2 separate regions of the Rattus norvegicus genome follow, and region 1 is linked to region 2. A link is a contact called in public Hi-C data. All regions are on one chromosome and are shown on one strand. Each heading gives the region's core, a stretch centred on a gene start, on an enhancer-like site or on the middle of the called end of the contact. The rest is flanking DNA. Distances are from core to core; before and after follow the strand shown.

Evidence for each region. A called contact is a pair of places that touch in the nucleus more often than the background predicts.
Region 1: a contact with region 2 is called in a Hi-C map of the A7r5 cell line, with 5 times the contacts expected there. The contact joins two enhancer-like sites. A contact is called at or near these places in 6 of 12 Hi-C or Micro-C datasets (the A7r5 cell line, frontal cortex, hepatocytes and 3 more).

What each region holds. Positions count from the first base shown.
Region 1 is chr15:58,627,249-58,634,303 of GRCr8, reverse strand. All of the region lies in intron 4 of LOC102546462 (a long non-coding RNA gene), which reads right to left. Among named protein-coding and RNA genes, the nearest start is that of Lacc1, 190 kb to the left of the region's middle. Within about 2 kb of position 1,698, at least 13 of the 93 cell types and tissues checked have an H3K27ac peak or open chromatin away from gene starts, as enhancers often do. A contact at or near this core is called in the A7r5 cell line, where this site is marked.
Region 2 is chr15:58,527,458-58,533,875 of GRCr8, reverse strand. The region is part of intron 1 of LOC102546462 (a long non-coding RNA gene); the gene reads right to left. LOC134482157 (a long non-coding RNA gene) reads right to left here. Exons shown (of 2, transcript XR_010058216.1): 2 at 1-6,418. Among named protein-coding and RNA genes, the nearest start is that of Serp2, 220 kb to the right of the region's middle. Within about 2 kb of position 3,420, at least 15 of the 93 cell types and tissues checked have an H3K27ac peak or open chromatin away from gene starts, as enhancers often do. A contact at or near this core is called in the A7r5 cell line, where this site is marked.

The DNA of each region.
Region 1 (7,055 bases), core at 449-2,948, 100 kb before region 2:
TCACATTGCCATAGTGGCTGAGAATCTGGGGGAGGGCATGGGGGGGGTGAGGGAAATGGTGTAGAGAAACCACTACAAAGTCTAGAGGCTATAATTTTAAAGTCTATTTTTGGCCAACAGAAATTTTCATGTTGTTTAGAAAAGCATCCCATATCAAGGTAGTCAAAATATCCCATTGATTATTATAATCAGCAATGTTAAACATGGAGTTCCCACCCCCTCTTTAAGCCTAGGTTATTTCTGACTGGATGTGTACTCTAGCTATGGCCAAGAGGATGCTAAGTGGAGGAGTCAGGAAGCAGGGCTAGAATTTCAAGGGCCCCATTGGAGTGTACCAGCTATATCACCATTTTTTTTACTATCCATGAGTAATGATTCTGGAATTTGACAATGTACCTTCATCAGATTTCAATGTCCTTGTAAAATCAAAGGGCATGTGGCAGTGGACCAAACCAAGAGCTCCAAGTTATTCTTAACACAGCCTGTCCTTTGTCCTGTAGTGTTTTCAGCCAAACTCACTCTGCATACAGAATGCTCGCAGAATAGATGGGATAGTTAGCAAGCATGATGTTGCCTGGATGACTCTGGCTGTCTCTGTTTTATGAGTTTGGGTGGAAGATAGGAATTCAGGTTTGGTTACCCATGGGGAAATTCATCAAGCTTATTCGAGCTCACTTGAGAAGGGCTACCACTTTCCCCAAACTGGCAACAATTTGGATATTACAAATCATGCAATAATAAATTTGATTAAAAATGTAGATGTACGCAGGGATAATTTTCTCATAAAAACATCTTTCACAGGTGTAGACTGCTCACCTTGCATGTCCAAGGTCCTAAGTCTAATATGAGAGAGAGACTGACTTTGTGAAGGTTTAAGGAATACTAATGTGCTCAATTTTTTTCTTTGTAACATAAAATATTCTCTTCCCTTGTTCTTGTTCTCTCTCTCTCTCTCTCTCTCTCTCTCTCTCTCTCTCTCTCCTCCCCTCCCTCTTTCCCTCCTTTCCTCCTTCCTCCCTCTCTCCCTCCCGTAATGCTTAGGAAAGCATCTGTAGTCAGGGGTGTAATGTCATTAGACCCCTACTAAAATGAGTGAAGGTAGCCCTCTTTGTAGCTCTAACATTGGAAGCTTTTTCTCTTTTCTATGTTTATGTGTGTTCGTGTTAAGGTGCACAAAGACAGAGTGTGTGCAGGGTTATATGTGGGAACCAGAGGACAATCTGGAGAGTTGTTACCCAGGCACCATCCCCCTTTACTGAATATAAGGGTTTTTTTTTTTATTGGTTTGTTGTTGATATATAGGGTGTCTCTCTGGCCTGGAACACACCAAGTATGCTAGTCTGGCTGGTCATTGAGCCCCAGGGAGCCACTTGTCTCTCTTCCTCCACACTGCTAGGCTTCTAAGCCAGCTTACTTTTTAGTGGGTTCTGGATATTAAAGTTGGGGCCTCTTTGCAAGGCGAGCATTTTACTGACTGTTCTGTTAACCCAGCCACGAGGCTTCCAAATCCATAACATATAATAGTCTTCCTAGCAACCGACTGGATTTGTTTATTCCACAGAGAATGGCGTTTGATTGTGAGCCTTTGTGGGCACCATTCGATGAATAACGCCCCCTAAACACTTCCTAATAGAAGCACTTACGGGTTTCATAAAGAAAAAAGCTACGTCCTTTTATTTAATCCCCACCGCTTCCTCATTTGTCCACCAGATGGCAGAAGAGGGGCCAGGATAGCAGCTAAAATATTTTTGATTCACTAGTGTATCTAGTATGAAATTATATTAAGAGCAGGAAATAAACACTTAAATGTAGTCCTATGACTTAATGTCCATTATATTGTCTACATGAAAATACACTGAGAAAAACAACAAGATTGTGGAAAACGTACATACTAGGCTGGAAGTTAAAAGTTCAACCACGGATTAGAAGACCTGGACATACTGTTAGTCCTATGCAATGGGCAGAGGGGACAGGGAAGCGCTGCATGAAGGCTCTCCCGCAGCCCACGTTTGAATGAAACTAGAAATAGAAAAGATGAGGGTAGGAAATGTTCTCTTCTCGCCTTTGCTGTGACAGTCCTGGGCCTGGCAAGGGTGACATTCTCTACCCATATCCAAAGTTACTTTTGAGGACAAGCCCTTTAAGTTCAACGCAAAGGGTAGCTAAAGTATATATATGAAGAAATATTGAGTTGGGGAGCAGGGAACCATTGCCCAACATAAAGAACAGGCTGTATGCTCACAGCTGGTAAATGTTTAACACCTCAGTGTTGTTACGCGTTGCCCACGTTTATTTAGCAACCTCTTAAACAAGCAGAGAGAATGCTTTATTATTCTCATGGAAATGGATTTGAAGTGAAAGGCTTCAAGGAAATAGCCTGGTTTATAGCTATTCTCATCGGTGTGTCTTCTTCACATGTGGCTGTACCGCCTTCCTCCTGGATTTGCAGAGACTAGCATCAGAGAGAAATGGCCACCAAGCTGTACCTCGCAGGGGAAGGACCAAGCTGAGTGAAGTGATTGTTTTGAGAATATGTATATCAGGCAATAACCCACAGAGGAGAAATGGAAAGTGAATTTTATGACAGCGGTTGTAAGACGTTTTAATCCACCTCTTGAGGCACTTGAGGTGCACACCGAGTCATGATATCCTGTTTGCCTAGCCACTCCACTTTCTGAGGCCCTGGTTTTGCCCTTTTCTAGTCACCATGGCAACAAGGACACAAATACAAAGTCCATAGCATTCTCCAGATCTGTGAGGAAGAATTTCCCACTGTATACATGGTACATATAGTTGACCTACGCACTGCAGGAAGAATGTGGTGTAATTTTAAACACAGTAAATTGAGTCATAAAATGGAAGTGGATACAGCTAGGAAAATGTTACCAACAAAGAAAGGAAAATAGTGTTGGATTGCCGTCCCCACTAAAGCCCACAGTGCTGTCCCTCATCTCCTTTCCTGACGTAAAGAGAACCATGAAAACAAAGCATCGAGCTTTGATTTTGCTTTTTATTTTTAAGGCCTAAACCTAAAATAAATGATTTATTTCTAGGTCAATCATAAATGAGTGATCTGAGATGCTGATCTTGAAAACACTTCATCATTTTCAATTACTGGCTGTAACGGGCTCTGCTAAAATCCTGTGTGTTCATTCTGCATTTCCAGAGAAGAAGCCAAAGCCAGGCTCTGGTATGGCTTTGTTTGATTCCTGGCCAAGACTGTCCTCACGCAGCATCCCCAGAAAGTAAGGGTGGAGTTGACTGTGGAAGGAATGATGCATCCGTCCCTTGCATTCAGTCCTATGCACTGAATGACATCCTGGGAAGAACTTTCAAAAGCATATGGGGAGAACAAGATTCCTGCGGATAAAGCAGCTTCCCTGGGCAGGAATGAAGAGCCACAGAAGAAATTCAGAGAAGTTTTAAAGAGGCTAGACAAAACCAAAAACAAAACAAAATAAATCAAAACAAAACAACAACAAAACAAACAAAAGCGGCAGCATGCAGGGACCTCTGTAAGATGCTGAACTGATCTGTTTCTCTGACTGATCAGCATGGCATTAATCGCCATCACTATTGAACGTGTTTTTGCTTTGTTTTGGTTTGAGTGCTTGTATTATTTAGTGGGGGGACTTGGGGGATGGGCAGACACTATGCCCTTGTGCTCGATGTGAGCTGCCCTGCCAACTGAGGGAGACCCAAATTCTGATGCTCCTTTCCTGTGACTCCCATTCATCCGCCAGATGCCTGTACTGAGCGCTTGCCCTGTAAGAAGCACAGTCTGACCAGTGCTGTTGCAGTTCTGGGTGTCAGGACTCAGTTCTTCGGTTCTCTGCTGTCTAAAATGTGAGAAAATAAATAACAAATGGGGATATGTGTGTGCATCATCTAACGCCTATGATTGTGTGATTCCCAAAGAAATGCAGCAACAGACGTGAAAGTATCCCCTCTTCATCCCCCTTTCATCCCCTCTTCAAAGAGTAAGTATAGCTGAGGAGAAAGAATGTCAGCCTTCGAGACCAAAGAAACGACAAATTTATGCTCCGGTTGGGCACAGGCCAGCTGTGAGACCGAGAACCTCCCAGCTGCTCTAGGGTTCAATCTTCTCATCTGTAAAATTAAGAAGCTGGTCCCAACCATCTCCTGTTTGATATATTTTGTTACCCTACAGGGAATTCAGAGATCTTCACTCCCCAAAGGAGGTCAGTTTAACTTCTGACTTTCTCAGATAGCTCTGTAGATAATCTCAAGAAAGGGAAAGGCATTTATAATCATATTTTCCAGTGGGGTTTGGAAAATCAGAGTAAAAGCCAATGCATTTTGCATGACTATGAACAAGGACTTAAAGTGGGGAAGAGAGGGGCAACAGCTTTGGAGAAATGTCATCTCTGTCTTTGTACTCCCAGTCCAGTTGAACCATTCAGGACAGCTAGCAGCTCAACCAGTCATGAGAAGGCTGTGGCCAGTGGAAGGGAAAGGGGACAATAAAGAGAAATAAAAGGTTGAGGGTCCATAATAAAGATGATGTCATCAGTACCAGTCCCTTTTCTGTTGTTATGATGAGAGGCTGTGTACATCATGAAGTAAAGATGCGTATTTTTGACTCATAAAATAAATCTAGAACATTCTCAGTGGGCAGTCCTGTGCTGTTTTCTACCTGATTCTGCTCACTGTATCACAGACTGTTATGAATGGATGCTTTGTCATTCCCAGTGCACGTGCATTTTGCCAGCTTCTGATACTTGCTTCACCACCTAGTTACCTTTTATTCCACCACCACCATCAATCTTGTAACGTCCACTGGCAAATTGGAATCTCGATGGAAACAGACAACATCCAAACCAAAGTAGAAGGGGAGAATAAGCCTCCACTTAGCTTACTCAAATCTCACTTCCAAGATTTCGCCAATAAAAAAATTGTATGTGGGAGTATAGATATACAATACATGTGTAGAAGAGTGGATATGCATGTACATAGATGACTGTACATGTATGTAGATATCATGCATTATGCAAGATCTATGTCTGTGTCTTAGTCTTTCTCCATGAGGTACACACCTGCTGAAATACTGATTGGGTGTTGAAATTTGTACAGCCCCCTTCGAGAGGGAACGTTCCTAAATGTTGCCTCATTCTTGCCCCTGCCCCCTGGTCTCCTTGACACCAGCACAGAACGCAAGGATGGAGCTTGAGAATTCTAACTAGTCTGGGGAACTGTTAATGCCCACACAATTTTACATTTGATTCTGTTTCCATGACAAATTTTTCATTTCAGAAGAAAAGAACATTTCTAAAAGATCAAAATTAAATCCCTCTGAAGACTCGAAGGAGGATGGCAGCTCCGGGAAAGCATCAGAATGAAATAACACCATGTCACTTGTGACATTTACAAACTTTACCCAGTGCCTCAAGATTGTGATGTTTAAAGTTCAGTTTTTCCTTTTTCCTTTTGTGTGTTTCTCTCTCCTGCCCAGGCCAGCATAGCTCTTAAACTCTTTACCGATGCAACAAAGTCTAGTTTCTTTGATGGGATCATTGCTGAATGAGGCGTTTTAGTCTAATAAAAGAATTGTCATTTGGCCCAGAGCAAGAAAGCTCCATTCACATGAACACAGACATAGAAGGAAGCATGAATATAGGCAGATGCATAGATAGGTAGACCAATCTACATTTGGACAATTCCTCTTCCTCTTTCCCATGGATATTCCTTAGCCACCTCACAAGAACTTTTTCCCCCATCTAACTCTAGTTCTTTCTAGATTTTATCATCAGTTTGAACTGCCTTCCTGGAAATTGTTGAAAAATGATGGGTGACTTGTGCTAATCCATTCCCAAAGAGATGTTGCTTCTTGGCCTGAACAGGTAAGAATCCTTGAATTATTTCAAAGGACCTAGTTGGACTACCACTGTCATTAATAAGCCCCTGTTGCGTGCGCATACATGCGTGCGAGCACACGCGTACATGCGCTCGCACACACACACACACACACACACACACACACACACAAACAGCAAACAACTGATTCTCTTCTCAGTACCCTTCTTCTATTTCCTATTTGATCTTCCCAACAATGCAAAAGATATTCTTCATCAGTAATAAGAATCCCACTTATAACTGTACCTTTACGTGGCAACATACTGTCAGTTATGAGTGACTAGTTAGTTATAGTTATAGTTATGACTAACTATGAGCAAGTTTATCCTGAGCCGGCAGTTCCAGGCCTGTAGGTACCTACAGAAGAATGAGCGAATATGTCCACACAGAAACTGACATTGGTCACAATAGTTATGTTGGCTTGTGTTGGCTATCAACTTCAAAGGGTCTAGAAAATCACATAGGAGATGAACATCTCAGCATATCTGTGAGGGGTTATAGGGATGAAGTTTGCCTCTGTGTGTGTCTATGAGGGCTGCATAGACAGGTTAACTGATGTGGGAAGACCCACTCTGGAAGAAAAAAATAAGGAAAGTGGTACTAACATCTGTTGCTCTCTATTCCCTGGCTGCAAAGTGACCAGCTTCTCTAAGCTACTGCTGTCCTGTCTTCCCCACCATGATGGCCTGTACCCTTGAACATGAGACATTAAACCCTCCCTCCGTTAAGTTGTTCCTGTCAGTTATTTTGTCACAGCAACAAGACAAGAAACTAATGCAATAGTTCAAGAAAGCAACGATCCGATTGCCTGCTGACTGGGAAATGTATGACTGGTGCCGAGTTCTTTTAAAAGCCACGCAGCAATGAAAAGGAACTATGTATGAAACAATATGGATGGACACCATAAAGGACTAAGTAAAAGAATAAACACACACAGGACTGTGCGGAGTGTATGTATATAAAATTTATAAAAATGTCAAAATTGGCCAGGGCTAGGCAGGGGAGCAGGGCTGACTGCAAACAGGTAAAGTGGGCTTCTCCAGTCCATAGAACAATGCTCTGCTGAAATTTTGTTAATGTTTGGAGTAGCCTTTTCCATGACAGCCTCAAACAGATAGTCACGATGTCCTTCGGCGAGTGAATGGATCAGCAGGGGCACATCCACACAGCTGGGCATCATC
Region 2 (6,418 bases), core at 2,171-4,670:
ATACCCTTTAGACTGCAGAAAAATCTCTAAAAGTTAGGGTTCCTATGAACAGTAAGGTCAAGAGTCAGGATAAAAATGTGTGTGTGTGTGTGTGTGTGTGTGTGTGTGTGTGTGTATGCATGTATGATGTGTATGTGTGCACACATGTATGTATATGTGTATGTGTGTATGTATGTATGATGTGTATGTGTGTATGTATATATGTATGTATGTATGTGTGTATGTGTGTATGTATGTATATCACCCTGGACCTATAGTACCTTGATTTCCAGAAAGCTGGTGACAGAAGATGGAGAGGAAATCATATTTTATTGAGTACCTCAGATAATTTGGATATTCTTCCCTCTCCTATAAGAACACAATTGAAAAAATTAAAATATACACCCTCCTTCTATGACCAAGAAACAATAGGTAACAATAATAGTAACAAGAGGACATATAACACGTCAGAACGCCGGCCCAAGGGTATTCACCTAAAGGAGTTCATTTCATTTTTACATCATCCTACAAGGGTTGTGTCAGGTGTTATCCCCAGTTAGTGAAATGGGGTTAGACACACAGACTAAAGACCATTACACAACAAGTTGCAGATCCCAGAAGAAGGAACCTGGGAAGTCTAGCTTCACTGCTTACACAGAGAGATGCAAGTCAGAAGACGGGAGCGGGGTCAGGCTCCGGAATGTAAGGGTGTTTGCCTGTGCACCTTTCTCGGGTATCCTGGCCCCCAGAGCTCATCCACAGCTGAATGCTGATCACCTTTGAACTGACTAGTGCGACTGGAGAATTGGCTCTACAGAGGCATGGTCTAGGATGTCTTTCCCCAGTGTCTCCCCTGCCATGGAGACAGATTGCTTCCCTAAGCCGGGCGCTGAGTTCACTGTTCCATTAGATGCCTGCAAACATGAACTCAAGTCTCACAACGTCAACTGCTTTCTGACTATGTTCCTAACAAGTGCAGCTTTCCAGAGTTGTTGGTAAAATTAGCCTGTGCATACGAACAGCCTGCCTCAGAGATCACTGCCTGGGGGAGGAGGAGGCGAAGGAGAGCGAGTGCAAGAGTTCTTTTCTCTCTAGGCTTGTTCTCGGTCGAAAGCACGGTAATTAAATCTTCTTGCTTCAAGAATTATGTTATTAGGAGAAACACCCTTAACACTAAAAGCTGCTTCTGCCACTCTGTAACAATGTCTTCAACTCAAATAGCTTAGCTTTCTGAGCCTTGCTCTTGACATTTGTGGATTGGGGAGGTTCTTTGTTGCCCTACTGATTTGACAACTTGCATATTTTGCTCTGTTCTAGTTTCATATCCTTGGTGGCCATCTGTAAATCCACAATTCACTCATTAATGAACATTGTTTCATCTAAAGTTAGCTGCAAAAAGTGTACACATACAAATATAAAATCAGAGACACAATACACAGATGCACAGAAAGAGATATGCACAAATATATACACATACTGACACAAAAAAAACATGCCTGATAAGGTTAACCTCAGATATTACTCACTGCATATAACACAGACACATATAGAGAAACATACAGACACACAGACACACAATACATACACACACACGTATACAGCACACACAGACACAAACATTCATATGCACACAGCACACCACACACATATACACACACATAAACAGAGACACATACATACACAGCACACACACACGCACAATCACACGCGCATATGAAGTACTTTAAAACCATGCCTGATAAGATTAACCTCAGATGTTACTCACTGCATATAAAATAGAGGTTCTACATGGCCCGGGATATTATTTTACAGTTAATTCACCGTGGGCACATCGGCATAGGAATGTTGATAATGTTTTTGATTTGTAAATGTTTTGCCATGTAATGTTGGATGTTTCTTAGAAGTACCTGGAAAAGGTAAAGATGTGAGACAACAGGAGCTGTTCCATAAATGAAAGGACCAGAGGCAGTATATGGTAGTTCAAAGGTATCTCGGACTCCAGGGTGCTCACACTAGCTTTTTCCATCCGAGGTAGATTACTAATCGAGGAAGAAAAGGGTTGTTTTTAATTGCCCTTTAGATAGGAAGGGCTTCTTATAGTCTAGAATATTGCTGATAATTCTAGAAATAATTCGCCCTCATCCAGTTCACATATTAATGTTAACCACACTAACTGAAGATTTTAGAAGGTGGCAGTGGCCAGAGATAGCGCTGAACCAGCGATCAGAAAGGCCAGAGTCCCCTATCCGCTGTGTCTTGAAGGTCAAGTTTAATGTGGTCATTGTCCCGTGGTGGTAGGAAATTCTCCAAGTGCTTTAAGAAGAATGTGGTGATAAGCCTTTGCAGCAATCCCCCAGACTGGGCTCAGAGCAGCTCAGGAATAAAGTCTCAAAAAACAACAACAACGACCAGGGAAAACAAGGTGCCAGAATTCTCATTGGCCCTGAAAATCGCGGTCATTCTTCCGAGTCCCCCACCTTCTGATTTCTCCCGGGAAACTTGTCTGTGCCTGTTCAATGCAGGCAAACCTTTCCTCTCCTTCCCTAGCTCAGGGCCTGGTATCTTTATCACAGTCTGCCCCACTGCCTGTTGGCTAATGTGTCTGCCACTCAGCCAACTACCGCACTACCCCACCAATCCCCACCAACCGCGAGCTTCTTCAGGAACTGCCCACCCTAGCTATTGGACCATCGGCCCCACTCAGTCATTACCCCTCTCTCAGGGGAGTCTATCCACAACTGCAGATTCCCCAGAGTCTTTCGTCTTCTGGTGTGGAACTCTGCAAAACTAGAGATTCTCAGAGTTATAGATACTTAAGGGAGTCAAAGGACATATTCAAGGGTTCTGTGAGTTCTTACATAGAAGAAAGATCATGGAGTCCATAGCAACGGCAAAAATAAAGAAAGGCAAAAATACCCCTCTACGGTGACCTATAAACAATAGTGTTAATAATTTGATAGAAATTATTCTAAATGAGTCATTCAATCTTCACAAAACCTGTGTGGCACATCCCAGCATGTTACCCCCGTTTCTCAGGCACAGAAAAGTTGAGTAATCTACCTAAGATTTAAACAGATAAAAATGTGTGAGAGGAGTTGTCACACCAGGCAACCTTACTAATACAGAGAGGCACACGTCAATATATGCTTTCTACATAGCAAACAGTGTGCGAGAAAGATCTTTGGTAATGGGGTTTGTACCGTCACCTACAAGATGCCTATGCCTTTTTTTAAGTTCCAAAGGAGGCTGGTGATGAAAACAGAAGCAGGAAGTGAGACCCGAAATTGTTGACACACCACATACCCAGACAGATTATTGGAAGCACGGGTTATGGGTGTTATGCATGGAATTCTGTTTGAGCTGAGTGCTTTAGACTGTTACTCCCTTCAGAGACTCCACAAAGCTGTCCTCTTTGGAAGAGTGATTGGATGATGGGCCTGGAACGGAATGTGGTGGTCATCTTATCTCACCACACAGTCAGCTCCCAGGAGGCAGCGTGGCTCAGCTCCTCATGACTGTAAAGACATTCTGAGAAAGTGATAATATCCAATTACCTCACAACCACAAGGGTGCGGGAATGCCGACCTTGTGTCCCTCAGTCAACAGGTGTCACAAAACAAGAGGAAGGGAGAGGAGGCTGCTGATTTACTGGAAGAGACCAGGGATTTAACTGAAGCTTAAAGGTCAGGGGTTTCTTTCCCACAAAGGAGGAGAGGGATAATAGATACTGGGGGGAGCTGTAAGGGACTCTCCCTGGGTGCCACGTAAGGTAGCATGCCTCGATATCCCTAGTGGCCCTGATACATAACTTCTATGTGTAATAACGAGTTCTCACAGTGGCCTGAGGGGGGAAAGATAGTTCCCCATCTCTCCCTCTGCCTTCTACTTTTTTCCTGCCTTTCCATGTAGCCTTGAGAACTATGGAACGTGCACAGGGAGCTGAGTGGGGGCTGAGTTGACTAATCACGGTGTTTAAATGGCAGTAAAAGCAGGTCTGTGTGAGCAGTCCTGGGATCTCATCCCTTACTCCCCTCCTTAGAACCCACTACATCTTTCTGTGCCCCTGGAGCTGGTAGGCAGCAAAGACAAACCTTAGCCAAACGAGACTGGAACTGGAGGACAGACCCAAGTGCTCAGTCAACAGCTAGGATGAGTGCCCAGAGGAAAGACAGGTTCCGGTACAGAGAGATATCTGCAGCCGGCCTGTAGGAACCATTTATTGCATGAAAGAGCATGCTGAGACAGAAACAGCAGGAAGCCACTGAATAAAAAACCATCTCTCACATGTCCTCAACTGGGCTAGAGGTAGAGACTGGAAGAAACCATGCCTCTCTACATCACAGGGTAAGACTGAAAAAGATGGTGCTGCGGGCGGCTATGGGAAGGGCCTTAGGAGGACGGTACAGAGGCACAGAGAAGGCACAGAGAGGGCTGTTGGGAGGATGACAAAGGACACATACAGTCTTAGTTGGTGAAAGGTTTGATGTTGGAAAGACAAATAACAATTTACCAAAGGGTGGGTGACTGCAGGAAGAAAAGCCAGACAGAATTAGAAAGAGGTGACCTAACAAGTCAAGGTGTTTTAGTGCGATTGTATGTGTGTTAAGGCTGCAGAAAGCTTTGACAAAAGCCATCGGTCAAAGGTTTCTGAGGGTCTCAAAGTCAGAGACCATGCAATGCTTCGTGGTTCTTCAGCCAATACACACGGAAGACAGCAAGGAGAACAAAGTAGAGAGATGTATGGCTGGAGCCTTTCTAACTGTGTGGCTGAGTGTGTCTTAGGAACTTTATATATTTGTCCAGTGATACCTGCGTGAAGAAGTTTGTCCCGGGAACCCTCACGATCAGTGGCTCAGAATGCTCCGAGAATAGGGTAGTGGAAGCTAGCCAAGTTGTGATTCAGATCAGTAGTCCATAGTGAGAGACGAGATGCATGCACAGAACACGGTCAGTGCCAGAGAGGAGGCAACACAAGAGAGACGCCTGGAGATGCGGTTGCTGGGCTTTGAGAGCGATGGAGGCAGAGCCCTGGAGAATATATGGGATGGAGAAATCTGGACTGACCCCAGGGATTCAAATTCAAGGAAGGGGGTGGTGTCACAGAACATACACCTGTCTTTAGTGCTCAGTACGCACTGCACAATCGCCAACAGAACGCACCGATACCTAAGAGCCACCTTGAGTCACCAAGCCACTAATGCTTTAGGATGTCCCAGTCTGATACCTGAGAAGCTACCTCTACCACAGAAAAATAAATCAAGTGCTCCTCAGTCCCTATCCTCCCTCAAACACCTTCTCCTTTCTGACCCCCTCCCCCATTGCGTAGCCAGAGTAATAACAGCCCTCCTATCTTAAGTCATTATGATCCATAGCCAAGTAGCTCCATAACCACAAGAGGGCAATGAACATGCTCAGAGAGGCACAGGGTGGTAATTACTTTCCCATTAGCACGAACTACACTAATAGCATCAGAGGACAATTAGCATCCCTAAACTCACGCTTCGATATAACCTCTGCATGTCTTGCAGGAGTAGATGGATGCACGGCCCCACAGGAATAAGCAACAACTATGCGGGGAGCCCAATCCATCCTGGTCATGTTTTTGAGCCATGCATTTGTGTGAGGCAGCTAGGGGGAGAACTCAGTTTTGATCACCGCTGAGCTGGCTAGTCTCAAGCCAAACACCACTGAATTCAGCTGTTTCTTCTTTAGGCCCCAGGAAGCGAGCACACGAGTGGGAGAAAAGCTACAGCCCAGCATCGTCCTTTGCCTCCCTCTCTCTCTCTTTTGCCCATCACTAAGCAACCATTCTTTGTGCTCAAGCCTACACATCTTTGTGCATTGTAACCCTTGGTTACTTGAATCAACAGCTCTATTTGATAGTGTGCTGAGGGGGATGTCTATTCTGTATATTCCTGCTTTAGGTCAGTCACAATGAAGAACAAGTCATTTTGACCTCTATTATGATTCGAGGGCTTCTCTTCCATGTTCCCATAGCATCATATTGCAGCGCAGAACACAAATCCCACTTCAATCACCCATTTTCTTGCTCCTTTGGCCCCCTAGACTGTTTCTGGAGAGTAGGTGCTGCACCTTGTCTGTGCGTAACCATATCCTGTGGATCCAGCAGAGGCTAGAGGTTCCGAGATCTCTAACTGCGGGATGAATGAGTGAGAGAATGCGTCCCTGCAATTCAAGCCTTGGTTGTTAAAAGTATGGTTATTTAGTTTAAAGAATAGGCCAGCCAGGCTGAATGGACAGAGACGGGAGGGGTTAGACAAGATGGAAGAGGTTTGTTTTGGATGAACCAGGTGTACAGTAACAGCTACAGATCTGAAGCTATTTTCTCGCTGGAGCCAGAGATGGCATGTGGCAGATATGCTCAGTGACAGAGCAGCAGAAACACACTGAACAAAAGGACTCGTTATTCCTCAGGCAA